7 separate regions of the Mus musculus genome follow, and all the other regions are linked to region 6. Evidence: chromatin contacts called from public ChIA-PET, HiChIP or PLAC-seq and promoter capture Hi-C data. All regions are on one chromosome and are shown on one strand. Each heading gives the region's core, a stretch centred on a gene start, on an enhancer-like site or on the middle of the called end of the contact. The rest is flanking DNA. Distances are from core to core; before and after follow the strand shown. Region 1 holds the start of Mrpl30 (mitochondrial ribosomal protein L30). Region 2 holds the start of Arid5a (AT rich interactive domain 5A (MRF1-like)). Region 3 holds the start of Neurl3 (neuralized E3 ubiquitin protein ligase 3). Region 4 holds the start of Lipt1 (lipoyltransferase 1). Region 5 holds the start of 4930556I23Rik (a long non-coding RNA gene). Region 6 holds the start of Tmem131 (transmembrane protein 131). Region 7 holds the start of Cracdl (capping protein inhibiting regulator of actin like).

The links. Promoter capture Hi-C pulls out the DNA fragments that hold promoters and counts their contacts. ChIA-PET counts read pairs in DNA pulled down with a chosen protein or histone mark. HiChIP or PLAC-seq counts read pairs in DNA pulled down with a chosen protein or histone mark. Capture Hi-C pulls out chosen DNA fragments and counts their contacts.
Region 1: a contact with region 6 is called in a promoter capture Hi-C map of adipose tissue, with 2.2 times the contacts expected there. The contact joins the promoter of Mrpl30 here to the promoter of Tmem131 in region 6. A contact is called at or near these places in 5 of 39 promoter capture datasets (cranial neural crest, embryonic stem cells, liver and 2 more), 1 of 484 Hi-C or Micro-C datasets (pro-B cells) and 1 of 9 other capture datasets (adipose tissue).
Region 2: a contact with region 6 is called in an RNA polymerase II ChIA-PET map of memory CD8 T cells, with 30 read pairs. The contact joins the promoter of Arid5a here to the promoter of Tmem131 in region 6. A contact is called at or near these places in 1 of 39 promoter capture datasets (pre-B cells) and 2 of 115 datasets of contacts at active chromatin or transcription factors (memory CD8 T cells and pancreatic cancer cells).
Region 3: an HNF4G HiChIP or PLAC-seq map of pancreatic cancer cells shows a contact between it and region 6. The contact joins the promoter of Neurl3 here to the promoter of Tmem131 in region 6.
Region 4: a contact with region 6 is called in a promoter capture Hi-C map of 3T3-L1-derived adipocytes, with 2.7 times the contacts expected there. The contact joins the promoter of Lipt1 here to the promoter of Tmem131 in region 6. A contact is called at or near these places in 12 of 39 promoter capture datasets (the 3T3-L1 cell line, 3T3-L1-derived adipocytes, the C10 cell line and 6 more), 8 of 484 Hi-C or Micro-C datasets (the C10 cell line, the G1E-ER4 cell line, LSK cells and 5 more), 5 of 115 datasets of contacts at active chromatin or transcription factors (a beta-TC-6 cell line, bone marrow-derived macrophages, embryonic forebrain and 2 more) and 2 of 9 other capture datasets (adipose tissue and liver).
Region 5: an RNA polymerase II ChIA-PET map of memory CD8 T cells shows a contact between it and region 6, with 19 read pairs. The contact joins the promoter of 4930556I23Rik here to the promoter of Tmem131 in region 6. A contact is called at or near these places in 2 of 39 promoter capture datasets (embryonic stem cells and pre-B cells) and 2 of 115 datasets of contacts at active chromatin or transcription factors (bone marrow-derived macrophages and memory CD8 T cells).
Region 7: an H3K4me3 HiChIP or PLAC-seq map of neural tube shows a contact between it and region 6, with 5 times the contacts expected there. The contact joins the promoter of Cracdl here to the promoter of Tmem131 in region 6. A contact is called at or near these places in 1 of 39 promoter capture datasets (pre-B cells) and 3 of 115 datasets of contacts at active chromatin or transcription factors (embryonic stem cells, neural tube and pancreatic cancer cells).

What each region holds. Positions count from the first base shown.
Region 1 is chr1:37,888,979-37,892,820 of GRCm38.p6, reverse strand. It overlaps Mrpl30 (mitochondrial ribosomal protein L30), which reads right to left and starts at 2,344. Exons shown (of 6, transcript NM_027098.3): 1 at 2,237-2,344. Mitd1 (MIT, microtubule interacting and transport, domain containing 1) reads left to right here and starts at 2,410. Exons shown (of 7, transcript NM_026913.3): 1 at 2,410-2,661. The coding sequence starts at 2,511.
Region 2 is chr1:36,306,099-36,309,726 of GRCm38.p6, reverse strand. Arid5a (AT rich interactive domain 5A (MRF1-like)) reads right to left here and starts at 1,994. Exons shown (of 7, transcript NM_001172205.1): 1 at 1,891-1,994. The coding sequence starts at 1,894.
Region 3 is chr1:36,271,253-36,274,937 of GRCm38.p6, reverse strand. It overlaps Neurl3 (neuralized E3 ubiquitin protein ligase 3), which reads left to right and starts at 1,513. Exons shown (of 4, transcript NM_153408.2): 1 at 1,513-1,600. The coding sequence starts at 1,573.
Region 4 is chr1:37,870,486-37,874,061 of GRCm38.p6, reverse strand. Lipt1 (lipoyltransferase 1) reads right to left here and starts at 1,843. Exons shown (of 2, transcript NM_001037918.4): 1 at 1,737-1,843.
Region 5 is chr1:37,612,649-37,616,128 of GRCm38.p6, reverse strand. It overlaps 4930556I23Rik (a long non-coding RNA gene), which reads right to left and starts at 1,622. Exons shown (of 2, transcript XR_373329.1): 1 at 1,562-1,622; 2 at 756-1,230. Cracdl (capping protein inhibiting regulator of actin like) reads left to right here. Exons shown (of 10, transcript NM_028096.1): 8 at 1,461-1,648; 9 at 2,648-2,792.
Region 6 is chr1:36,937,800-36,941,659 of GRCm38.p6, reverse strand. Tmem131 (transmembrane protein 131) reads left to right here and starts at 2,133. Exons shown (of 41, transcript NM_018872.2): 1 at 2,133-2,495. The coding sequence starts at 2,315.
Region 7 is chr1:37,717,405-37,721,243 of GRCm38.p6, reverse strand. Cracdl (capping protein inhibiting regulator of actin like) reads left to right here and starts at 1,433. Exons shown (of 10, transcript NM_028096.1): 1 at 1,433-1,674.

The DNA of each region.
Region 1 (3,842 bases), core at 1,095-3,594, 950 kb before region 6:
TGAGGGTTATTGTGTGTGCTAGCTAATTTTATGTCACCTTGCCATAAGCCCTGCTTGAGTTCCTGTCCTGACTTCCTCAGTGATGGACTATGATGTAGAAGAGAGATGTGTCTCTCAAAGGAAAATACACCCTTTCCTCCCCAACTTGCTTCCTTTTTTTGGTCATGGTGCTTCATCGTAGCAATAGTAACCCTAACTGTGGAAAACACTTCATTAACACATTTTCAAATATCTCACTTCTCGAAACTGCCAAGGTCATCACAACTAGAAACCCGAGAAACTGGCCAAGAACCCAAGAGCTACACAATCATCATTATATACAATACACACTACATTGGTGTCTGAGTTGGATCCTGGAATATAATAGGACATGGACACCCAACAAAGCTAAAGAAATCTGTCTTAATAAAGCAAATGACGTTAATAACGTACCAATTTGGTTCAGCAGCTGCACTGAGCACCCTACACTAATATTTGATGATAAAGGCAGAAACTGAGCAGGGAAGGTACAGGTCCCTGTACTAAGCTTCACTCACCACTTCTCTTGAAATCTAAAATTGCCTAAAGCTAAAAGCTCATTTATTAAAAAATAAATTAAAAAAAATTAAAGCTGGAACTAGGAATATGTTTCAGAGGTACAACGCTTACCTGGCATGCATGAGTTTCTGGGTTCAACACCTAGTTGAAGCTGGAGGTCTTCTCCCTATTTTGGCTCAAACCTTCTCTTGTCAACAGGTCTACCTGGATCACGCTGTTTCAGTCCTGAATGAGGACTACCTCCACCAAACAGCTTAACATTCGCAGCCACAGCCCTGCCAGCACTTCTGCACCTTGCCTTACTTGAGTACTCGTGTTCTATTGTACTTTGCTGGTTTACCATTTAGTGGCTGTCTCCACTCTGTACACGGGACAGTGCCAGAAGACAAGGACTTTATATTTTGGTTTGGATCTGCTCAAGTCATAGATGTGTCTCTCAAAGCAGCTTCGGCACTCAAGATTCTCTGCTGAAGTTTAATTTCAGATATAAGCAGGCAGCACCATCAAAACTGCTTTTTGTTGTTGTTGTTTTTCCTTTTGGTGAGGGAAGGTACTGGGGATTGAACCCATAGCCTTGCATACAGAATATAAGTGCTCTGAGCTGCAACTCATTTCAATACAGTAGGCATTATTCTTATGTGCGTAGCTTTTGGACCTTGAAGCAATTATACTGCCATCTACTGTACAACAACTTTCCTCTGTACTGTTGCAAATACCAGAAAAATGGGGCTGGAGACATGGCTCAGCAGTTATGAGCACTGGCTGCTCTTCCAGAGGTCCCACATTTAATTCCCGGTGACCACCTGGAAGCTTACAAATGTTTTTTTAACTCTATCTAGTTCCAGGGGATCTGACTATCTTCTGGCCTCCATGGGCACTACACGCACATGGTGTAGATATGACAGGCAAAACACCCATACACATAAAAATAAACTGAAAAATACCATTTATCACATGGGATATATAACCTATTTCTATTTTCTAATATGTTAATATATGAGTATACACAGAAAAACAAAAGGCTGCCAAAACCATTTTTCCTCTCCCTCACCCCGAAAGGTTTGCTGGAGTTTTGTTGTTGTTTTGCTTTTTTACAATGGTTATGCACGTAAACAGCTCTTTACCCCTAAACTACAACACCAGCTCGTAAGTGGTTCTTTAATTAATTTCTCTTTCTAAAGGGTCAAGGTATATATCTATAACGAGGAGTGAACATTCCTGAAAATACAGAACACTGAATTTCCCGTGCAATCAACCGCGTTCTCTGAAATCAACAAATGTCTCTCTTCTTCGAATTCCCAGGACGTAAAGGTAGTAGGCAGCCGTCATAACGGCCTCTCAGCCACCAAAAGCAGCTGCTTTAACAAGTGACAATCACAGGGGCCTGCAAAATCACTGTCTTTAATAAACAGCAACTCCAAAAACTCAGCACTCTAAAATCGCAACATCTTAAAATTAAGCAAGTTTTGCCTTCTTAAAAAAAAATAATAAATTTCACTGACGCTTGGATGGCTCGGACCTAGATCTACACGAGTGAGACTCTCAGAGACACGCGCGTCGCAGCACGACTCGAATAAAGTGACAACCTGGCTGCTTTCAGAAGATCAAGAAATAGGTCTGCGGGACCTCCAACTCGAAACAGAAAGAAAGTCATTTCGTAACTGCAGAGAGAGCCTCTAGCTCCCACGACCGCACTCACCGGCGACCGCTGTGTCCACTCCGAACGTCCCCGCAGCCGGAAGGAGAGGAACAGAGGCAGGTGGACCCAGTGCAACATTCAAACCACGCCGTTGCCGTCACAGACCGTACGGTTCTTTGGTTCCGGGAAAGGTTTTTTTTTTTTTTTGTCCCGGCCCATTCACAACGCGCCATAGAAGACAGCGCAGGCGCAGCGGCGTCACGCGTGCGCTTCCTGGAAGCGCAGTGGGTCAGCTCTTGGAATTTGCTGGCGGTGCCCAGGAGTTGTCACAGTGATGGCTAAGTCCAGCCTGGGACAGGATTCCGATAGCACTGCGGCGGTGGCGGTACTAAAGCGGGCAGTAGAGCTGGATGCAGAGTCCCGGTACCAGCAGGCTCTGGTGTGTTACCAGGAGGGGATTGACATGCTCTTGCAGGTTCTGAAAGGTGAGCGAGTTTCGGTTTCCGCTCTGTCTGGGACTGAGCGGAAACTTAAGAAAACGAAACTTACTAACTACCAGGAAGCATTCAAATTCAGGAGTTATATTCTGATAATCTGCAGGACAACGGAGGTGGTGGCCTTTGCAATAGACCGATGTTATCGCTAAGGACCATAAGAGGCATAACCAAATATAATCTATAAGGCTTGATAGGTCTTGCGTTTGAATCAATTTTATTCTTCGTTGTTGTCAGTTTGTGACATGATTTTTCTCCTTCCTCTGGCTCACCTTCCTGCCCTCACCCCAACTATGATCCATTGAGTTTCACTAGGGTGGAAGTTTGTTTACAGAGCTATGTGCACGTTACCAGCGACTACAGCACTGACTAAATTGTCTCTCCCTCCTCCATCAATGATTATATATTCATTCTCAAGATGGGGGTGCATTCCACGGCCATTTATTCTATGTGCACCAACCAGTTGTCAGTCTCTGCAGTCACTACCCGGTACTGGTGGAAGAGGCTTCTCTGACCATGTGGACTACAGCACTGCTCTATGGGCATAAACATAATGAGGTAGAGGGCAGTTTGGCAGATACATCATGTTGATTTAATAAAACTACAGCAGTAGTAGTACGGCCCCTAGGGCCTAGGACCGCCACAGTCTTGATTTTTAGTTAGGTATAAAGTACCAGATGAGAGTCCCTCTTGTCAAGCAGACTTCACATCCAATCAGAAAGCAGTTGGGTACCACATTTACCACGATTGCGCCAATGGGCTCATCTTTCCCAGATGGTTGGTTTTAACAGAGGGAGTGGCTGAGTAAGACATTTCTCCCCCAGCAGCTTGAGTAGCACCATCCAACACCGTGGTACTATCCAACAAGGAGGACGCTTTCAACCAGCTCCAGTTTGTTCTCGACCTGTGGTCAAGGCATGTGGCATCTTTAGCAATAGGGTCTTATGAATGAGTTTTGATGGACATCCAAAAGCAGGGGCAATCCTGTATTGTTTGGGGGGAACTCACAGCCCACTCTCAGCACTGGGGTGTATCTATCTATCTATCTATCTATCTATTTATTTTTCCTATTTATTTGTTTAGTAAGTTGTGTTTCTGGGAGCAGCTTTATCTATCCACAGAGAATACCTCCACTTAAAAATTTTTTTTTCTCTCTCTCTCTCTCTCTCTCT
Region 2 (3,628 bases), core at 745-3,244, 630 kb after region 6:
TGCCTGAGGTTGTTGGCTTAAGTTTCACTTAGCTCAAGCTGGAGAGGAAACAAAGACAGCCTTTGAAGCGGTCAGTCCACTCTATGGCAGAAGCCAACTGCCTGGCATTCTCCTCCTTGGGCTTGCTCCAGTAGGCAGTTTGGGGGGGGGGGGGGGACAGTCCTACCAAGAGCCAGCCTTGAGGACAGCTGGACAGGAGTCTGAGGATCCAGGACACAGCACCAGCCACAGCCCACCCTCAGCACCTCTGCCAAGCTCTGTTAGCGGCTAGAGACAAGCTGAGAGTCCTAGGGGCTGCATAAAGGCAGAGAGGGGTGTAGGGGCACCAGGTATGAGATTCCAGACTCCAACTGCCCTGAGAGAGCCCAAGAGATCCTACTCCTGGGAGGACTGAGTCTTCACCGCCCCACCCTTCATCCATACGTTTGATGAAAATTGCTCTCTCTATGTATCATTTCCGGTTTTCCCACCCCACCTATGCTGAAACAAGCTGCAGAGGTTGACTCAACAGAAGGCCAAAACCCCTACACAGGGAACTTCCGGACCTCACTTTTCCTTTCTCCTCCTCTCCTCACCCTAGCACGGTGCCTGCTACACTCGTCCAAGAGGCAATCTAGATCATTACAGATCAGCTTCCCACCGAGGGCAGCGGAAGGCCACTAGGAAAGAAGAGAAAGAGCAAGGAGTTTTTGAAGCCTGGTCCTCCCTCACTGTCAGACCTTAGTCTGTCTCTATGCCTCAGTTTCTCTGTAATAGAAGACGGGGTGGGGTATATAATTCTAGGCCATTCTGCCTCTGTCACTTCAAGTTCTAGGCCAAGCAGTCATTTAGGACACTAACTGCTGTAGAGACAGACCCTCTAGCTTAACATTCCTCACCCTCCCCTGCCCAGGCATCCATCCTCTTTAGACACTGAGATCCTTAGATTTGCATCAATTCCCAGCAGTGCCCGCGGGGCGGGGCAAGGAGCACCTGTTACACTCATCTGAAATGAAAGACTCTGCAAACTAGGGGATACAGCCTGAGCAGCACAATTTGGGATTAATTTGAGGCCTTCCCGGCCTACGGTTGGCCCCACTGTGCCTGTGGGTTAGGTGTGGGATGTGACCCCGGCCAGGGAGCAACGCCTGGGTAGTGAGTGCAAAGGGCCACAGATCGGTGGTGTGGTTGTGCCCCTAGTTCGCAATAAGAGCAAAGCCAAACTTGTTCGTCGCACTCTGGCAGCCTGAGCTTCTGCCCTCGGTCCACTAAACACCCCCAGTCCAGGGCCATCACCCTGTCCCTTTGAAGAGACCCGAGGGAAAAGAGGGAAACTCAGAAGATCAGGCGGGTAAAAAGAAACCGTCTTTCCTGCTGGGGGTTGGAAAGAAAAAGAAACAAAAAGAAAAAGGAAAGAGAAGAGAGAAGGAGCAGGGGATCTGAAGCGTGTGACCGTCAAACCATCAGCATGTCCCTTGGCAGAAAAGAGGAACCGTTGATTCTTCAAAGCGCATTGAGCAATTTCTTCAAAACCCGCGCAGTCACTTTCAGGAATCGCGGCCGCAGTGGGAAGCGCTGCGCGCGGCCCGGGCGCCTCGGTTTCTGAGAAGCGAAGCGCTGGGCTGGCACGGGGCAGGGAGGGGCCCGCGGCCGAGAAGCTGCTGCTGACAGCTGTCACAACAAATGGGCCCAGAGCAGCTCGAGATTGAAACCGCAGCAGGAAGTGTGGGCGGCTCAGTGAATTTCAGTCCAGACTCGGAGAGGAGAGTTTCGAGATAAACGCCTGGGAAGCCCCTGGCCGCCCCGACTTTCCACGAGAAGAGAGCACGCAGACATTCGGGTTACCCTGAGAGCCACGATCGCTCTGGGACCCCAGCCCTCTGACCCCGGCGCCGCCCGCCAGCCGCTTACCCATGGCCCAGCGAGAGCGCGCGTCGCTATGCAGAGACCCTCTACACGCACAGCCGTCCTGTCCCAGCGCTCTCGGCGCGACTGACTACCGGCGCCGCTCGACTGCCTCCTCCCCCGCGGACCCGCCCATGGACCCGCCCCCCCCCAGCGCTCTGGGCGCCCATTGGTGAATCCTATTTTCTAGAGCGGAGCAGACTCCGCCCCCTTAGACCCGAGGACGTCTGGGAGTTGTAGTGTGCGCCCACTTTGCAGCTAGGGGCTGATGTAAGAAACTCAAGAATCAACTGCTGTCGCATGTCTGTTGGTTTCCCTAGAGGCAAAACTAGAGTCTTAGAAAAACTGCCCGCTCTTTGTAGCTTGCCAAAGACTGGGTGGGGTTAAATAAAGTGCTTCTGGCTTTTACCTGAAGTGGTCCTGGCCGGTTCCATCCTTTCCAACTTTACACAGTAAGTACTGTTAGCCTACCAGAGGCCAATCTAGAAAGTCTGTGGTCCAGGCCTAATGCCCAAAATGCCCATGTCTACATATGTCATGTAGACTGAGTGAAAGCCACAAGATGGACCGTGCAAAGAGGAAGTGAACGAGTTGAGGGTGAATGTGGACAAGATTAGTAGAGAGAACAGTCATTTGGACCCGTGTGGGTTATAGAAGATGACGCTAAAACTTGAGATTTAAAAGCAGAAAGCCTTATTAGCTTGAACTCGAACTCTGTTCCTATTATGTAGTTAGTATCCCCGGAATCAAATTCTGTTGATTAACTATAATACTCATACAGCTCGGTGCATTTCATACCATCATTATCTTCATTATATAGAGCAAAACAGGCCTGGGTGATTAATTAGCTCATATTACTGGTCGGTGGTAGGGCTAGAGAATTGGGGCACAGAGGAAGGCTTCATAGTTAGCCCCCAACATTTTAGTGTTCCCCTTCACACTGAACAAATGGACAGTCTGCATTTGATGACTTTGACCCTCTGGGCTTTATCCATAAGCTCTGGAATGGCAGATCTGCAAGCTCAGCCTGGAGCAGACACCAGTGAGCTTGGTGGATAATTGTAATAAACCAGTGCTTGCCGATCTGGTAACAGGCAATATTGTGGTTGATATTTATTAACTGCTCAGAATAACGAGCAGAACAATGATTGTAACAGTGCCTCCCACATCCAAGATTACAAACCCCAGTCCACCCCAAGAGATCCAAGACTCTAGCAGAGATGCAATCTACCAAGAGATACCACCTGGAAACTTCACAGGCTTCTAGTCACTGTGTTCATTTGGTAAGGGTCGATTGGTTGGGTTAGCTACAGTGCCAGGTTAGGTATGGAGATCTGCACGCTGCCTTCAGTGTTGCAGTATAGACCATCCACTACCTCCTGGATTGGATACATCTATCAATGAGGCACTCACTACCTTTCAAAGCCACAGCTAATCCGACCTCTGAAAAGGAGGATCCTACCGTCCAGGCAGGAGAGCTCACTCTCAGGCAGTGCTGTTTGTGCAAAGCCTCAGCAAGTCAACACCTGTCTCGGGCAACCTGCGAACAATAAGATCTAAATTTAATTGTCTCCTGAGGCAACTCTTTGCAACAGAAAGTAATTTACAACAGCCAATAAACCCTGCTGAGGAATGATACCTCCATTTGCCTTCCTAAAAGCACAAACACTTCAGTTGCTCAAGCTTTACACACTCCTGCCCCAGCCCACAGCCACCGCCCTCCATCACTCTCCATCCATAGAAC
Region 3 (3,685 bases), core at 264-2,763, 670 kb after region 6:
CCTGTCTGGGGACCATACCACCTGCCTGCTGGTCTGCAGCTAGCCCAGTCATTTTCTAGAAAGGCTAAAACTGCAGAGCAGGCACCCTGATTGGGCACCACACACCTCTGTTAGGGGGATGTGGCTAATCAACAAGGATCTCTTGGCTCCAGCCCTGAGCAACCCAGCAAGGGAGGAGCATCCACAAGTGTCCAGAGACTGGTGTGCCTGCCAGGAGGTGCCAGGAGCCTGAACCTCTTAGACTGAGCCAGCCGGGGCATCGGGGGAACTGCAACCTTTAGAAGCCACAGGACTCCGGCCCAGGTGACTGGCACTGGCTCTAGAGCAGCTACCTGTGGTCTTGGCAGAAGTTATACATCTAGTGCAGTGACAAAGGGCGCTCAGCAAGGGTGTGGCCGGAAAAAGAAAGTCCAGGGGTTACAGCAATGTCTAAGGTAACCAGGGCTACACTGATAACACTCACCTTCCCCTGGCCACTTCTTCTCACTTAGGCACCACATGCTGGCTGGAAAAGGTCCCCAAACCAGAACATCAGACCTCAAGAAGAGGAAGGGATCTGCATAAGGTAATACAGCAGACACAACCTGGGTCTCCAGCCCTCTATTTCCCTCCTCAGTCGAACCGCCCCCGCCCCCCCCCCGCCCCCCCCGTCCTGTCTAGCTCACTGTCATTTCCAGGTGCTCCTGTTCCTTTCTTTCTTTTTTTTTTTTTAAAGATTTATTTATTATATGTAAGTACACTGTAGCTGTCTTCAGACACTCCAGAAGAGGGCATCAGATTTCGTTACAGATGGTTGTGAGGCACCATGTGGTTGCTGGGATTTGAACTCCGGACCTTCGGAAGAGCAGTCGGCGCTCTTAACCACTGAGCCATCTCGCCAGCCCCCCCCCCTCCCCGTTCCTTTCTTAAAGGGGCCACAGAAGTCACAGAATTGTGGCTTTGATCTGGAATCTCAAGAAAGACCTAATCTGGCGGGGAGGGGGGGTGGGGTGGGGGTGGGGTTGTAAGCCCCCAAACCAACCTTGCCACTGGGCGGCCTCACCTTCACAGGTCCTAGGATTTAGCTCAATCAGTTAACCTTCAGCAGCGCTGCGCACCTTCTCTATGTGGGGTTGGACACCATGCCGGCTGCTAATCAAAGTTCCTGCATGCTCTTGAAACTCCCAATGCCCAGATCTCATCCCAGACCAGGACCACCAAAGTCTTTGTTGGGGAGAGTGGGGGAGGGCGTGGCGGCGGCACGGGTGTTTACTAACATGCGATTATAATTCACAGACAAGGGCTGCTTAGAAGTCAAACAGAAAACCGTCTGCTGCAGCCACAGTTACAGCCCCTGCTTCCCTTCTTATCTCAGACCAGCCTGCTGCAGCAGCAGTCCACTGTGAGCCACGAGAGGTCATGGGGAAAGTCCCGGATATCGTCATGCGTGACAGCATCTAATTAATCAACAACTCTGTAACGTGAGCTCCAGCCTATAAAAGGGGAACCTTCCGGAGTCTTGTAACCCTGACCACTGGCCTTCACAGACATCTTCAGACCCAGGGACTTGTGCCCCAGGAGGAGCTCAGGCTGATGGGTTCTCTCCTCAGCCCTGAGGCCAGTAAGTAGATTTCCCGTATGCCTTGAGCTGGCTTCTGGAGTCCTGACTGCATGGAGTACAGGTGGGAGGTCTGGAAAGGGGAGATCAGAGACTTCATTGGCTCCTAGAGTGGGTTTCTCCATGGTCTGGGCTGCGCGAGGGCGAGAGCTTCCTGCCTTCCCAGGAACCCAGCAGAAGCGGGGTGTCTGGTCCAAGATGGCTGCGGAGATACACACCCCTCCTTCCCACCCACTACCTGTAAGCAGTCTTTATCTAGGAACTGGATAAGGGAGAATCAAGGCTGGGGTGGGGAAAAGGGGAGAGCTTAGGAGGCCGGTGGAAAAACGAGGGATTTCAGCCTTGCCAAATTGTCGGTGGCAATGTGGACAAGTCATTTTTGTCCCTGGACTCTTGGTTTTTTTCTCGTCTGAAGGTTGGGACTATGCCACCACCCTGCTGTCCTTTAGGACTCCAAATGTAGATATCTAAATAGTAATGAGATAAGAAGTTTCTCTGAGACACCAGTACCTGTGGTCACGTGTCCCCTTAGCAGAGGGGCCTGGTGAGTGAGCAGGAAATAGCATGCCACCCCTTAGAACAGAGACGGGGACCAGGCACCCTAGACCTGCCCCCCCAAGCCAATCAGTGCCCCTGTGTAGGGCCCTTGGCAAGCACCCAAGGCTTGCTCACAGTGGGCGGCCACGCCCAGAGCCACCTCTGCTGTGGCAGCTGTGTTTGGATTCAAGGCAGGGCAGTAACAATGCCAAAAGGGATGGGGTATAACAGGTACAGATGTGGGGGGGGGGGAGTGGGAGAGGGAGAGGAGGGAGGAGGGAGTGGGAGAGGGAGAGGGACTGAAACTGTGTAGCTGAGCCCACAGTCTCCTTGGGGCTGGGAGGACAGGAAGGGACCTTTCTTGAGCTTCCCCAAGCTCTGCATGCTGGGGTGCAGAGGGGAGAACAGGATTCTGCAAAGGGCTGACTGGGTGCCTGGCATCCCAAAGACCTTGATGCTGAAGGTGCTGGCAGTTAGGAGGCCATCACGGAGCAGGTGGCTGAGCATCCATCACTAAAATCCCCAGAGCCTTGCAGCAGAGACTATAATTTGTCTTCATCTGCCCAGGCCTGGAGATGACCCTACAGACATGGCTGGCCTGTCCCAACTTCCTAGCAGTCTAGATCCAGGCCAGCCTCCGTCAGTGGGTAGCACAAAGGTGGGGGTCACTGGAGAAGGACTACCTCTCTATTGTATGGAACCTCAGGACCTGGCTTAAAAATGGGGTCTAGAACAGGAATTCTCTAGTTCTTGATAGACAGTACTCTGAACCCTGTGCCAACCCTGCCAACCAGGACACACCCAATTAGAGAGCCACGTTTAGCTTGTGCCCACCTCTGCCATAGCCCAGCCCAGCAGTGGGGTCTGTCAGGTTGCTCAGTCAAAGGGCCAAGATGCCTGCCAGTCTCTGCAGGAGGAGGAAGGCAGAAGAAAAGTGTCCACCCCTTTCGTGCCACTGTGACCCAGCTCTAAAGCCAGGAAGCCGTGCTCAGTGTAAAGGGAAGGTGCGGCTTCTGTGGGGGACAAAGTCCTGCAGGCCTTTGAGAGACTGGCAGGGTAAGGGTGGCCTTCAGCTCTACTCCATCTGGGTCGTGTGCTCAGTGAATAACCAAACAAGCCATATGAGAGAGTGCGTGTAGCAAGTCCAGGCCTTAAGAGGCCCCTTGTGGCTTGCCAGTGGTGGTACCTCCTGGGAGCCACACCCAGAGAGGGACACAAGGCCTGAGCATGCAGAAGAGAGAAGGTGGTTTAACTGCTCACCTAGGGACCCACGGGGGCAGCAGCATGTCCCCTTCAGCTTCTTCCCTGTGACACAGGACATGGTTCCCAAAGATCCCTGGGAAGGCTCCTAAGTGGGGATGGAGCTTTGCCCATGCAAGCTGCCAACCAGGCCAAGGCTTTCTTTTCCTGGGACTCTTGTGCCCTCAGAGGCCATTCCTGGGGCAGTCCCCCTTCTTCTGAACTGATATCCATCAGCCATCCTCCTGCCTCTCTTCTGGGAAGTAGATGGGGGCAGTGAACTGAAGGTCTCCCTCTCCCAGAGCAATTCTT
Region 4 (3,576 bases), core at 594-3,093, 930 kb before region 6:
TCATGACGTCTCGGATACTAATAAACTAGAATGTGCCCATTGAAGTTGGGATTTGAAAAAGACCTTGTGACATCCTCTCCTAAGGTGACAATAGTCACACTTATTAACATATATAGAGGTTCAGGTAAAATAGTTGCTTTTACATTTTAATGCTTGCTTTGCAACTAACTGAATAGCTTTAGACCGGTAGTTTAATCTCTATCTGATCCAGTTGCCTTTAACTGAATTCAAGAGCACATGAGATGAACCTAAATAATTGTGATTTCAAGGTCTTCTCTTCCAATCCATTTTTTTTTTTGACAGTTTAACATGTCTTCTTTCAAGTGTACAAGGATTCCTAAAAGATATGTCAAACTGGAGTTTACCTTGATACATTAACTATGGTCCACAATTAACCAGCCAATGGCTGACAGAGTCTGCAGTAACTATAAGGCATGCTTTGTCCTTGACAGTTGGGATTCATCAGTGAACTACATAAAGGTGACAAGAGTCACAGGGAAGGGAGACACATTGCCAGAATAAAGACTGTAAATCTGTGTGAGTCATGTTTAAATAGGACTACTAAAATAGTTACACGTGAGTCATTTTAAGGAGTTAAACTAAATGATTATTATGTATCGTATCACAAATTATTTTAGTTATCAGAACACAATCTCCCCACCCTCAGACACGATGAGTGTGTAGCCCTGGATCTCCTGAAACTACCTCTGTAGACCAGGCTGACCTTGAGCTCACAGAGATCTATTTGCCTCTGCCTCTGGGTTGAAGGCCTGACATACCTTCTGAGACAGACTGTAGCTGACAGACAAAATGAAACAATCTAACTTTTGAAAACCTGGTAGAATTCTGTTTCTACAGTGTTACTTTGCATAGCGACCCACACCCATATTTTACTTTTTTAAATGAAAAACTTTTTATACAATGCATTTTGATCACGTTCCTTCCTCTCCCCGTTTTTTTCAGATCCCACCACCTCCCTATCCACCCAACTTTATGTTCTTTCTTTAAAAAACCAAAACCTATGAAAACTAAAGTCAAAATAAGTAAAAGATCAACGAGACAAGACCAAAAAAGAAAAAAAAAAAAAAGCCCGTGGAGTTTGTTTTGTGTTGGCCACCTACTCCTCTGTAGGCGCCTGGGCTAGGATGTGGTTGATATACCCAACTACACTCTATTTTAACAGCTTTAGCTGAGCAAGGGATGGAACTCACTCAGTCTAGGTTTGAACTGTACCGCCGAGCAATCCACCCCCAGCTCTCTGCTTTCATCTTCATTACTGGTGTTATAATTATTTCCTCAGGAGGCTCTTACTTCCATGCTCTGGGAGACACTTCTGCAACTGCCAACACATGCTTCTCCCTGACAGAGTGTAAAGCAAGACCTAACTACAGGCCTACCTTCCTCACAAGGCCTTACCAAAACTATTTGCTATCCTCCTAATAACGCGATCCAAACCTGGAAGTGATTACGAACTTTTAAGCAAGCTTTACTCTTCGGGAGCAGGCACGCGACTAGCACTGAATGTCTTGTTTAGTTTACCCTACGCCGTATTAGAAATCAACTGTTCCCAATAATGAAATTACGTCCGGAGCACCAGGTGTAATCTGCAGAGCTTTCAGAACCAATAGGAGGGGCCCATGGGACGCACGCGTGCTCTCCGCAGCACCCACTCCTGCTCAGCGTGTGCCTCCACAACCCGCAAAGAATTCACTGGAACTGCTTCCGGCTTCACTCACCTGCCACTTCCGGTCGCGCCCGCAGCAGCTTTTTCTGCAAATTAAAACTCAATCAACCCACGTGGAACCCAGAACACTCAGCCCTCTAGACGCAGTTGCTGGGGAGTCCTCCCCAGCCCCGCCCAAGAGACCCGCCCTCAAGAGGCCACGCCCCCGTAAAGCTCGCCCCCTGGATAAGCCACACCCCCAGGAGGTCGTGGCTAAGCCTGAAATAGAAGCAAATATTTTTAAGGTTATTTCCTTCAGGCCAATGCATTTAGAACTAGATTCATTGAAAGGACAAAGTCCACTTACCAAAATATGTAAAGACGAGCTGGGTGATTCCTATGCTGGTTTCTTTCAGCAAGAGTTGGCTAAACTGTGTGGTCCAAAATGGTCTGTTCACACTCAGGAGGTGCTGTCTAGCTGCTGGGGCGGTTCGATTCAAGGCACTTGGAAGCGCTTCAACCGCATTCCTATGGCCCCAGGAACAACAAAGCCAGACTAGAGTTAAGGAATGAGATCACGGACCCACTTCTTGATGAGCAGAGCCCAAAGAATTTGTGGTCATTCCTCGCTCTTCCACAGAAACCAGTCTCTCCTCCTTCAGTTAGAATGGAAGCCTCTCCAGCCTTGCCTCCTGGTACTGCTAACGCAGTAAATGAGCAGAGTTAATTCAGGGTATATAAATTAGCTGCACCACAGACAGGACTCCTGTCTGTTACTGCAACTTTGATGAGATCAGTCTTCAGCTGGATGGTATTATGAGGGTGGGAAGGGATACTTTTCCATTCGTCATTGTAGGAATTTTGCTAGTTATCAAAATAGCCCCACATTGTGTTGCCCTTAGTAGGGCTCCTAAATTAGTAGTCTGCTTCTATATTGTATTCTTTGAAATCTGAGAAGGGACAGTTTTTTTCTGTTGTTGTTGTTCTGTTTTGTTTTTGTTTTTTGTTTTGTTTTGTTTTAATTTCCTTCAATGACCTTCCTTCATTCTCCACTGTCTGCTCTAAGATGTCTGTCTTTGGACCAGTTATCCTCTTTTTCTACTTCTTCAGCTTCTCCACTGGAATGTCCAATAACACTCTAACCTGCTTTATAGTCCTCTGGTGATGGCAATTCTCCTTTCCTGCATTTTATTCTGTCTCCTCCCCCGCTCCCAATCCCCAAGACAGGGTTTCTCTGTGTAGCCCTGGCTGTTCTGGAACTCATTTTGTAGACCAGGCTGGCCTTGAATGCACAGAGATCCACCTGCCTCTGCTTCTGGAGTGCTGAAATTAAAAGTGTGCTCCACCATGCCTGGCTCTGTCTGCTCTTCTTAAAACTTCTATTTGAGTGTGAGTTAGGGTCTCCCCCTGTAAGGCAGGCTTGCCTGGAACTCGCTATGTGGACCAGACTGGCCTCACAGAGAGCTTTCTGCCTCTGCCTTCCAAGTGCTGGGATTAAAGGTATTAGCATGGGCTTCTTTCATTTAATCACCATATTAAGGCTGAGATAACACACATTATACAGCAAATCAATCTGTATGTATGTATGTATGTATGTATGTATGTTACAAAATGTATTAGTCAGGGTTCTCTAGAGTCAGAGAACTTATAGTCTGTCTCTCTATAGTAAGGAAATCTATTATGATGACTTACAGTCTGTAGTCCAACTCCCCAACAACGATCAGCTGTGAATGGGAAGTCCAAGGATCTAGTAGCTGCTTAGTCCCACAAGGCTAGTAGATTCAAACAGTTGTGTTGGCAAGTAAACACAAGCAGGCAAAGAGAAGCGAATCTTCCTTCTTCAAATGTCCTTATGTAGGTCTCCAGCATGAGGTGTGGTGCAGATTAAAGGTGTGTACCACCACACCTGGATC
Region 5 (3,480 bases), core at 373-2,872, 670 kb before region 6:
TCACTTGCTCAGGCCAGTGCTCCATGAAGTTGCCTGTAGGTCACCTCCTGGCACAGCCTAGTGCAGTTGCAGGGTTCACCCACTCCCAGGGTCAGCATGTGAACGTAGGTACATGGGCATACATCAGTGCAGTTGGAAACATTGCCACTTGAGCAGTCCCCAGAGCCCCACCCTCCCCTGGGGGTCCCTTCTTGCCAAACCACCTTAGAGGCAGTCTCATATAACTTTTCTGCTCGTTTGAATGTTTTTAACTCTACGTGTACAAGTGTTTGTGCACCGTGTGTCTACCTACCGATGCCAAAGAAGGCAGCGTGACCCGAGGAACCAGAGTTACAGATGGTTGTGAGCCACATGTGGATGCTGGGACTCAACCTCAGGTGCTCAGGCAGAGCAGCCGGCACTCCTCCCTGGGCCCCCCAGCCCTCCTCCCTGGGCCCCCCAGCCCTCCTCCCTGGGCCCCCCAGCCCTCTTTATGCTCATTTTAAAAATGTATCTTTTGGCTCAGATGAAATTATCCAAGTGCAGGTTATAAAGAATTTACCAGAACTATGTCTTGTGCCTTTGGGCTAAGAGGTGACAGAGTGCTCAGTACCCAGCACTGAGCTTTGAGGAGGTGAGAGAGGCTGGCCTGGCCTTCAACAAGCTACTTCTCTGCTCTGATTTCAAACTGGAATGGCAAGTTCCTCGGGTTGTGAATTTAATCTTATCAGAACTGTTCGAGGAATATGTTGTTAGCCAAGAAAATAAAGTTCAAACCCTGAGAAAATGTTCCGTCTGTTTCGAAGAGAGTAGCTGCCTCTGGGATAGGGATGGGAGTGAGGGTGAGACACAGGAAGAGTTCTGCGGGAGCTCCTGGTCACTAAGTGAAGAAATGGCAGGAGAGGGCAAAGAGGGCCCTTTAAAAGAATGTAGAGCAGGAGAAGAAAAACAGCCGGTGTTAACCATGCAGGCCCCAACTTCCTGTGTCAGGTGAAGACAGATGGTTGTAGAAATGGCATCACGTCCCACAAAGGGAATGTTTTTAGCGCGTCAAGTAAATCCGGAGTGGGGGCGGGTGGCTGGTCCCAAATGTAGACTCTTATCAAAGGCATCCTATCTGTGCATACATTCCAGCTCCTCCCAGAGAGAAGGCCCTGGTAGAAATTAGCTCCAAAGTGCACAGGTTGGGGTGGCAGCTGCATCTTGTGGTTTTGGCGGCTCAGACCAGAGGAGGTAATCTATTTGAGACATCTATAGAAGAAAAAAAAAAATGAAGTTTGCTGAAGAGAGGCTTTGGCTCAGGGGGGAATGGGAAGTGGGGGTCTCTCTGAGACTCTACTCCTCAATCCTACCACTCCTCAGCCCCCTGAACCAAGCAAAGCAATATAACACACCTTGTATGGGAGAGAAGCTGTGGGTGGGACTGAAGGGGAGAGTGGGACTATCTGCCTAACATTGCTCCTTCTTGGCCTTTATCACAGAAAAGGGTCAGCCTCCTGCGGCTACAGGTCCTGGGGCTGATGGGCAACCCACCCCACCCTGGATCACCATGGCCCGGCAGAAGAGAAGAGGAGCCCCAGACCTGCCCGTCAACCAGGAAGAGAAACCTGGGTCGAGGATCCTAAAGACAGAAACTGGGAAGCAAGCCAAGGTGGCCGAGAGAGCCCAGGTTACCACTCTTTTTCTGTGGCGTTCGGGGTGGGGGTGGGGTGAGGAGGGCAGCGATCTTGTGAGGGTGTGGTGGGAGCAGGTACCGCTGTGCTCACAGAGGTCCTGCATGAACATCACAGAGATGCCGTGCCTACCGTGATGGCTGACATGCGCAAAGGCAGTACGTCAGCTTGTGGACCCCGTGATGGAGCTAGCTGCCTCTTTGCCTGTGTGGGCTGGTAGAAATGCAGTGGCGCCCGAGGCTGCTCTGGCCTCCTAGGCAACGCAGCTCAGCCTCTGGAAAAAAATTGAAGACAGTTAAAACAACGGCTCCCTTCAGACACACGCTAATATGGTCACCAGCTCCACCTCAGCCCCTTGTGTGATGATAAATGAAGCCTGCTCTGGCTGCTGCCTGCTGGCTTCCCTTTTCCCTCACCTGGGGCTGCACAGCCAAAACCTGGAGTTGCATGTTGTATTCAACTGAAAACAGCTCTCACCAACCCCAACAACTGTGCTGATGCACCCTCTGCTAACCAGTACAATAAATGGGGTTCTGCTGTCTAGGAAAGGGAGCCTGCGCTGCAATAGGACCTGCTTCCCTTCCTGCTAATGCAATCCTCAGTTGTGTCTACACAGCTGAAGACCTGTATGTAGCATTGAGGAGGGGAAATTACAGTGCGAAATGTTAGCCCATTTCAGCTGCTGCCATATAGTGTGTATCATAAAACCATTCCCTACGGCTTTCACATAGAGTCCTCGCTCTATACCATCTGGGGCTGAGACTGGGCTGTCCAGGCAAGCAAGGAGCCACCATGCACACGTGGGCTGCAGGAGGCTGGCACAAGTCAGCTCTGGCATTTTGGTGGGTGATGCCGGTGCACAGAGCCCCTTTCCAGAAAGTGCCAGCAGCAGGGTGCATCTTGGAAGAGACATTTTGTAGCTAAGACACTTGGAGTATTTACCCACTCTGAGTCTGTTATCCTTGGGCAGCACCTGTCATTTTGTGTCTCCGTAGGAGTCTGTGAAGCAGGGTGACTTCGTCCGGAGCAAATCTTTCCTGATGACCCCTGCAAAGCCTGCTGTGACCCAGAGGCAGGGGTCAAAACTGAACCTCAAGGAAGGGCTACAGAGAGGAATCTCACTGTCCCATCAGAACTTGGGTATGAGACTGGCTTTTATTTCCAAATACTTTGGCACACACTCATGCACGCGCACACAGATATATATATTTACACATACACACACACATATATATATTTCTTCCTATGATTGGAGTTTGTGTTATTGAATCATTTTGCCATGTTGAGCAGTGTTTTTTTAATGTAGTCCCCCCCCCCTTTTTTTGAGAAGGAATTTACATGAGATAACGGTCACCCATATCCAGTGTGCATTTCAGTGGATGTATTTAACGGTGAGATTATGTGTATTTGCGGAGTCCCACCACCCTGGTAGCAATCTAAGAATAGAACATCCCCCTCACACTGGAAGGAAACCTACTTGTCACATTCCCTACCCTGGGGGTAGGTAAGCACTAACCTACTTTGTGTCTCTGTGAGATATCCCTTTTTGGGAATGTGAAATCATAAAACACAGGTCCCTGTCTCTGCTGGTTTTGAATGCAATTCTGAGCTCCGGGAGGTGGTATTTGTCACCTCAAATGGTGGATGAGCCCGGAGTCTCCTGCACACTAATCACATACTCTCCCGTCGAGTGACATCCCGAACCTAATATTTTTTAATTTTTTATTTACTTTGTATTGTGGTCAAACGACACGAGACTTGTACTTTACTAGCCATCTTAATTGGGTGGTTGTGAAGGTGGTATGCTCGGTCCCTCGTGCAGCCTACC
Region 6 (3,860 bases), core at 884-3,383:
GACAGGCCGGCCTAAGACTACCTTGCCTGTTAGGGCTGCCCCTGCCCAAATGCTGACTCTAAAGAGTCAGGTAAAAGCCTGTTCAAGTATTCCAAGGAGCCATTTAAAAAAAAGAACACAGCTCAAAAATACACAGTTAGGTATAGGGTCTTGGAAAGAACTTGTGTTAAGAAAAAGGGCCCACTGCAGAGGCAGTAGATTCATGAGAAGCTGACCTCTGCTGAACATGTTCCTATATGTTCAAGTGCCAATGACACATGCAAATTGTTTCCCAAGGGGCTTTTGAGCCTAGGGTTAATATGGAATGTGGTTGATGCCTGCTTTAGAGAAGTGAACTTTTCAAGGTTGGAGGGACTTGCTTGCCTCGAGTTTGGCAGTGGAGGAAGGACTATTGCCAGCACCCTGGAAGCTAAACTATGACCCAGTGAAGCACTTACATTTCCTTGGGCTTAATTTCTCCCAGTGTTAGAAACCTTCCATATAAATCTCTTACCTTAGGCACATTTCAAAAGCCAGTTTAGAGATAATTATTGAGATTTCATTACATTAAGAAGAAAATTTAAGCCCTGGGTTGGATACCCAGCACTGAAAACCATTAACTTAAATTCAGTGCTAGTATTCAAAAAATTAATGTTCTTTAAAACAGCAGTCAGGGATGGTGGCATATACCTCTAATCCCAGTATTCTACTGACTTTTAAGGAACACAATGAGTTCCACTCCAGCCTGGGCTCACAGTGAGTTCTAGGTCAACCTAGGCTACAGAAGGAGAATGCCTTGGGGGTGGGGGTGGGGGGCAAACCAAAAGCCATCGGGGGTGAGGACGCCTTCAAAATGTATTATTAATTTACATGTTTGCTTCACAAACAGGACGACAGCAGAAGGAAGAACGTTGAGTACCTTTTAAAAAAGGTTTTCTGAAATCCCATTTTCTTTTCTAGTTTGTTCTAAGACATGCAATAGGCAAATGTGGCCTTTTAAATAGATCGACTAACTCAACCAAAAGCTGAGAAAAGCAAAAAAAGACTCTGGGGCTAGGCTCTGGGGGGAAGTGACCAGGCTACCAAACTGTGACAATATCCTTCCTTCCCCTTCCCCAAAGGGCCTAGATTAAGACTTGTATCGAGCAAACAGACACACAGAAAAACACACACACACACTCAAACTTTAACCTGGGAGACATGAGGTGCTTCTTACAGGAGACTAAGACACACCATCTTTGATTTTGGCCTTTGAAAGGAGTATGCGCATAGAAACATATTGATCATTCCAAGACAGAGAAAACCCAGTCTGATTTCTGGCACACCTCGCCTTGTTCCTCCACCCCGCCCCAACTAATGCTTTTTACACACATGGTAAGTTTCCAAATACAAGCAAGCAAAGAAACTGCATAAAAAGGGCTTCCTGTGAACAAGAGGTACGAAGGTTCCATTAAGTCCCTCTTGGGTACGCTTTGGAAGACACAAATGTAAAGAGGGCGGGTCCCCCGTTCTTAAGGAAGCACTGCAAGAAATTGAATCGGACCCTGAACACTTCCCACGTCAAAGCCACCGAGAGGCAGAGGTGCGACCCGAGAAATCACTGGCACGGACTGTCGGCGCTGGGCTCCGGATGCGCACTCAGCCCTCTGAAAGGCTCGGACATTGCAGTACCACTAGACCCGGGTTTGTCCCGGCGTCGGAGGCGCGGCCGGGCCCCGCCCACGCACCAAAGCGGCTGCGCAGCGTGGCTACCCTATCTCCCACGTGACTGCCGTCATTGCCTCCGTGAAGCTCCGGCCGCCATCTTAACTCCTGGCCGGCCCGGGTCCCTCTCCCTCCTTCTCCCGGGCCGTGCGGCAGTGACAGGGTGCGGTTGGCCGCCCCGGCCCGTCCGGTCGGTGAAGCCCGTGTGATTCTGAGGGCGGGGCGAGGAGCCGGAGCTCACGGAGTCCACGGGGAGCACGCGAACCGGCGGGCCGCCCAGGTATTGGCACGGAGGGGGCGGGCCCCTGCGCTCTGCCCCGCCCCTTAGAGGCCAGCGCCGGGGCCCGCGGCCCTTGCCCGTTTCCAGTATGGCCGCCCGCCGTGCCTGACCCGCGGCCTCTCCGTTCCGGCTCTTCGTAGGCGATGCCGATGCCGAGACTGTGACTGACACTCTCGCTCCCACGCACGCACCGACCCAGACCCACGCCGGGAGCCCGAGCTCTGGGCCCACAACCGCTCTCTCCTCGGGCACCGCGGCCATAGCCCGGACCACGGCTCCCGCGCCGCTGCCGTCGCCTCGCGGAGAAGGGTCGCGCAGGACCTCGAGCTCGGCGGCCCCCGGCCCGCCAGGATGGGGAAGCGGGCGGGAGGAGCAGCCGCCGCCGCCGCCGCCGCCTCCACGTCCTCCGCGGCCGGGCTGGAGCCCGCGGCTGGCCGAGGCGGGGGTCCTCGGAGCGCAGCCGCGGGCCTCCTGGGAGCGCTGCACCTGGTGATGACCCTCGTGGTGGCCGCGGCGCGGGCCGAGAAGGAAGGTGGGTTGCCGGCGGCGGGCGGCGGGCGACAGGCGGCAGAGGGAGGCCCGCGACGGGCGCCGGCGCGAAGTTGCTGGGTCGAGCCCCGTCCCGAGCCGGCGACTCGGGGTTCGGCGAGCTGCCGCGTCGGCCGCGCGCCGCGGCTCTGCCGCTGCTCCGTGATTCCTTTCCCCTCACCGTGTCCCGGTCTTTCCCTCGTCTACTGTCAGTGCCCATAAAACTTCCCGAGCTCTCTTGTAGGTTCTTGCCACTTGGCCCGCTATGCGAGGAGGCACCCCGCTTTTAGGCTTCTTGGTGGCTCCTGCTAGGTCGATCGCGGGACGCTTTTCTTGTTTTCCCTTTGTCAGGTTTTAATTTGGGCATGCGGACCGAGCTCACTTTAAAATGCGGTGGTTAAAAAAGAAGAAAAAAAAAAAGCGAGACTGGTGGAAAGGCTTCAATACACGGCTTATAAAATTTCTATTTGCTGGGACATCTCTTTGAAGAGGCTCTTGTTTCCTTAGTATCCTTCTTCACTATCCCTTTGCGGTATGGAGGATCGTTTGTTATTAGCCCTAAATAGACTCTCATTTGCCTCTAGTAAGCTACTGGAAGCCGGTTTCCATTTCTGCTTTAATATCCTCACGTAATTCGGTGCCTTTCTCTTTGATGTGTGAGCCCTTAGAAACGAATGTCAAGTTCCCAGCTTGCACACCCTTCACCTGTAACTCACAATTGAAGCCGCACTCCAGTTTTAATAACTCCTCTAATATTGTAAGGTTGTAAAACTGGTACTTTGACAAGATCAGAAATTACTTTGCAGTCTTGAAGACTAATTTGGGGGTGGGGGTGTTCTGGACTACCTGTTTCTGAACGTGAGCCCAAGGAGAAGTGTGAGCAGTCACAGAACCTTCATGAATTAATTCACAGTGAATGCTGCTTTTTTTTTTCCCTAAGAAGAAAACTAGTTAGATTATTTTTGTTTTTCCTGTATAAAGTCGCTGTTACTGGCTAGCAGCTGTAAAGTAAACCAGATTAGCCTTAAAGTGCAACTCTGTGTCAGTTTATTATTTATTTTCCTTAGAAACATTATATTCTCTCACTTAACTCTATAAACAGAGTCAGCCTGGTTAACAGGCAAGCAGGGATTTGGCAGAGGCAAGATTATTTTAAACATTAAAAAATGCTGCTTTAAGATGGTCAGGCCTGGGATTGTCATAGTTCTTATTATTTATGATCCCCTGTTAGTTTAGTGTTGTTATGGGTGGCCATGGTAGCCAACATTTGCCCATGTGTGTTGAGTGAACCTTTTATAGTGTGATAATTGAATGGGCATGTGTACTTGTGTGCTTCACTGTGACCTAGAGGGGCGCTGGCTTTGCTTTG
Region 7 (3,839 bases), core at 184-2,683, 780 kb before region 6:
TCTGGGTTTTTTTGTCCTCTGAAACCCTCCAGGAACTTCAAAAGCCACCCACAAGCACACACAAGTAAAGCCAGAGGCTTCTGATACTCTGGAAACAAAAATTCTTAGGTTAGAAAGGCAATTTACGGAGTCAATAAATATTTAGCGGTTACAGCCGTGCAGAATACGTGTTGATCTGAACAGCAAGCAACAGCAGGCTTAGGGTGGGTGGGTGAAGGCACAGGCTTGCTTGTAGTTGTTCAGTTTAGTTTGAGGATTTCAAACAAGGCAAACACACACCTAAGCAATTCATTTGCTCCTCTGTGAGTCACCTGCTCACTGTGAGTGGTTGTCAATTAGGAGACTGATTCATGATTTGTTTATGTTCTTTGAGGGAATTAATTTCATTTAACCATCAAAGGAGACTTTTAAGTGACTAGCTTGAACCAAAGGGATCGATTACACCCAAAAGTTAAAAAGGCAACTAACTTCCTTTCATGTACCCAACCAAATGAGATCTCTCGCCAGGTTCTTTCCTATTTTGTTTGGGATTTTGGTCTAATTTTAAAGTCCGCTTTTCAAGATAGAGGTGCAAGTGTGTGCTTCTTGGGTTTCTCTGCGTCCCTGGTCCCAAGATATCAGCCCCAAGGCTCAACGGTGGAGTATGGATTCCTCTAGATCTGACAGTGGCACTCTTAACATCGCTGCGGAAGTCAGAACTCAGGAACCACTCCACCCCAGTGCCACTGTCTGATGGGAGAATTCTCTTTTCTACCTGGGGCTCCTGCTACTGCAGCCTGGGCGTCCTGCTGGGGCTCAGCTGACATTCCTTGTACTTCACCCCTTGACCATGGCAGTGTCAGCAGGCCAAAAGAGGGCTCTCTCTGTAGGTAGCTTAGCTGAGGAGCCGGGGGGGGGGGGGGGGGGGGGGGGGCAGCCCGCTCCTTCCCCAAATGGGCCAGCTCCTCTGTTAGATGTAGGGGTGGGGACCGAAGCTGAGACGTCTCCTTCAGCTTTTTATCCCACACTTGCCAGTGCCACAGCAATGATTCACCTAGAGACGGGGCGGCAGCTTCCCTCATTAGCCCTCAGACGCTCGGACCCACAAGGTTATGAAACAACTTTTACTTTTTATCCGTATGCGCACGTTCCTCCCTGCCACCCGGGCGCCCACTCTCCGAGGCTCGGGTGACAGGGAGGTGGCGCGCAGGAGCCGCGATCGTGAGCGTCCTCGTCCTGGCGGTGGTCCCCCAGCCCTCGGACCTCGCGCAGGCAGGAGCCAGCCAAGCTCCCAGCTCTGCAGCGCCGCCACGTGGGGTGGCCAGGGTCCCGCGTGCCCGGCGGGAGCGGCGCGGGGGAGGCGCGCGGGCCTGGGCGGCGCGGAGCAGAGCTGAGCAGAGCGGAACAGCCGCGTCCGCCCCCGCCGGGCCGCGCGCAGCCGAGTCGGGAGCCGGGAGCGCGCGCCCAGCGCAGGGCCAGCGCGGCCGCCCGAGGGTCGCGCCCGCGTCCGCGTCCATCCCCCGGCCGCAGACCCCGCGCTACCCGCGCCCTACCGCCACCTGCTGCGCGGCGCCGCCGGCCCTCGACGCTGCGGCCGGGGGTCAGGGTGCACCCCGGCAGAGCAGCCCCCGCTTGTCCCCGCGGACTGAGCCCTTCCCGGCACGCTCGCCAAACACGGCCACGCTCCAGTGCCAGGTACCTGGGACAGTCTGAAATGGCGTGGCCACGCAGCATGCGTGGGGCGCAGACCCAGGGAGGTTGGAGGGAGCTGGGTTGGGGGTGAGAGTCTGACGCGTTCCCGAAGTCGCGTCCTGTCGTGGAGCTGGGGAGGTAGTGGCGAGAAGAGCTCAGGTAGCCCAGGGCCCTTTGGACGTGAAGGGTACCCACGCCACCCCTGTGGGGGCCACGTCCACGACACTATGGTCGGTGGGGCCGAGAGAAGCCAGACGCGCAAGTGCCCAAAGTTTTCCTCTGAGCGCTTTGCTGGACTTAACTTTGAAATGTGAGGCAGAGCTGAGCAGTTTAACCAGTTTTAACACTAAGAAAACGGGGGGGGGGGGGGGGGGGACAGGGCTTGCTGCCCGCGTTTCAGTTCTTAGTACCAGAGCATAATCGCGTCTGTCTCCCAGGGCCACGGAGAGGGAGACGGTGGACACACAGGCTGTCTTCCTTATGCTTCGGGTCATGGTTTATTTAACAGGCTTGGGGCTTAGGTTACAAGCCACCAGAGGGGAGTCTGAGTTTAATCTTAGACATAATCAGAATTTGAATCAACAAATATTTGCTGAGCAGTCATTTACTAACCGGCAGGACTTCGTTTTCAGTATGAGGTAGGTAGGTGTACAACTGCTGAGAGGCGGGGTAGTTACTCAAATGAGCAAGCGTTTGTTTTGTTTTGTTTTTGTTTGTTTTGTTTGTTTGTTTTTGTTTTTGAAATGCAAGGGGAAAGGAAGGCCGAGGTGTGACTGGACTTGTGGCCTGCAGGTGGCCAGTTGGCATTGTGTCAGAAATGAACCAGAAAATCCAAGTGGGAAGACAGGCACCTGTGTTGTTTGTCGCTCTCTTGGGAGCCCTCGCACCTTCCAGAACTATTTTAAAGTAAGCCCCTCCTTTGGTGGAGGCTGGGACTTCCTTCCATTTACCTAAATACATAGCAACCACGAAATAGAATCTCAGCCCTGATACTCATTGGGAGCTGGGTCATGCCAGACGTGCACCTGAGATGAATGAGGATCAGGGATCACCTGAGAGCTAGCTCTTTGAGATTATAAAATGATGGAGACGAAGTTCAGTGCGGGTGGCTGAAGATGTCTGCCCCCCACCCCACCCCCGCGTTGAGCTGCGCTGCGTTCCACTCTGAATTCTAGGGTTGTGCCGGTCCAAATCGGAGCATGAGACAAGGCCGAGAGATCAGAAAGACTGGTTCTGTCCTTTACTTAAAATTGAGGTATTTTGTAAATCATGGGTTTTCATATTTGTTTTAAATGCTTCAAAATGTTGCATTTAACATTTCTAGTAACATGACTGATTTTTCTTCTTCTTTTTTTTAACCAGAGAGGCATTTGTCTTTCTCTCTAAGGTTCTAGATTTGTTTCTGTCTCTCCAGCAGCCCTTTTCCATTTATAGAATCAGTGTAGTATCCAATAAGGGTAGTATCCATCCATAGCTGCTTCAGGGCCATGCTGCAGGAGCTGGCAAATGGGTTTGGCGTGTAGTGGGTTGGCTGCTAGGATAGTTGAGCCAGGAGCATCAATGCTCAGCGTGGTTCTTTGGGCCTTATCTAATCGTGCCTCGAGTCTCAGCTTGCCCTTATGGAGAAGCAGAGAAGTGATAGCATACTGCGTGTGTGCCCACTTCCAGATTTCTATCCTGGAGGCTCTGAGGTGATGGTGGTTTTATGAGATAGTGCCCCTTGCACTGAATTAGGGCGCATTATAATCAACATTCCAGAAAGCTTCTTCCCTCCTTTGGCTGCATCTGTGAGTCAGGAAACAACCCCTCACCGGGTACCAGATGCTGGGATGCTTGGATCTTAGACTCCCAGAACTGTGAGGAGCAAACTTCTCTTGTTTATAAACCACGCAGACTGTAGTATGTTGTTACACGGCCGGAATGTTACATAGTAGCCAGCTCTGGGAGAGTTCTCAGCTACAAAGGGAGACTGTGACTGCTTGGGCCCTCCCGTGGGCTAAGTTGTCTGGATGGCCTAGTAGGCCTGCATTTGACTTGGCAAGACTATGTGCTTTCCGCCTGGAACTTAGCCCAGGCAGGTAGTCTTATAAATATTGTTTGTGTTGTAAAGAGACCCAGCGGAAGCATCTGCATTGGGGGGTGGGGGTGGGAGGTCGGGGAAGGGTAGA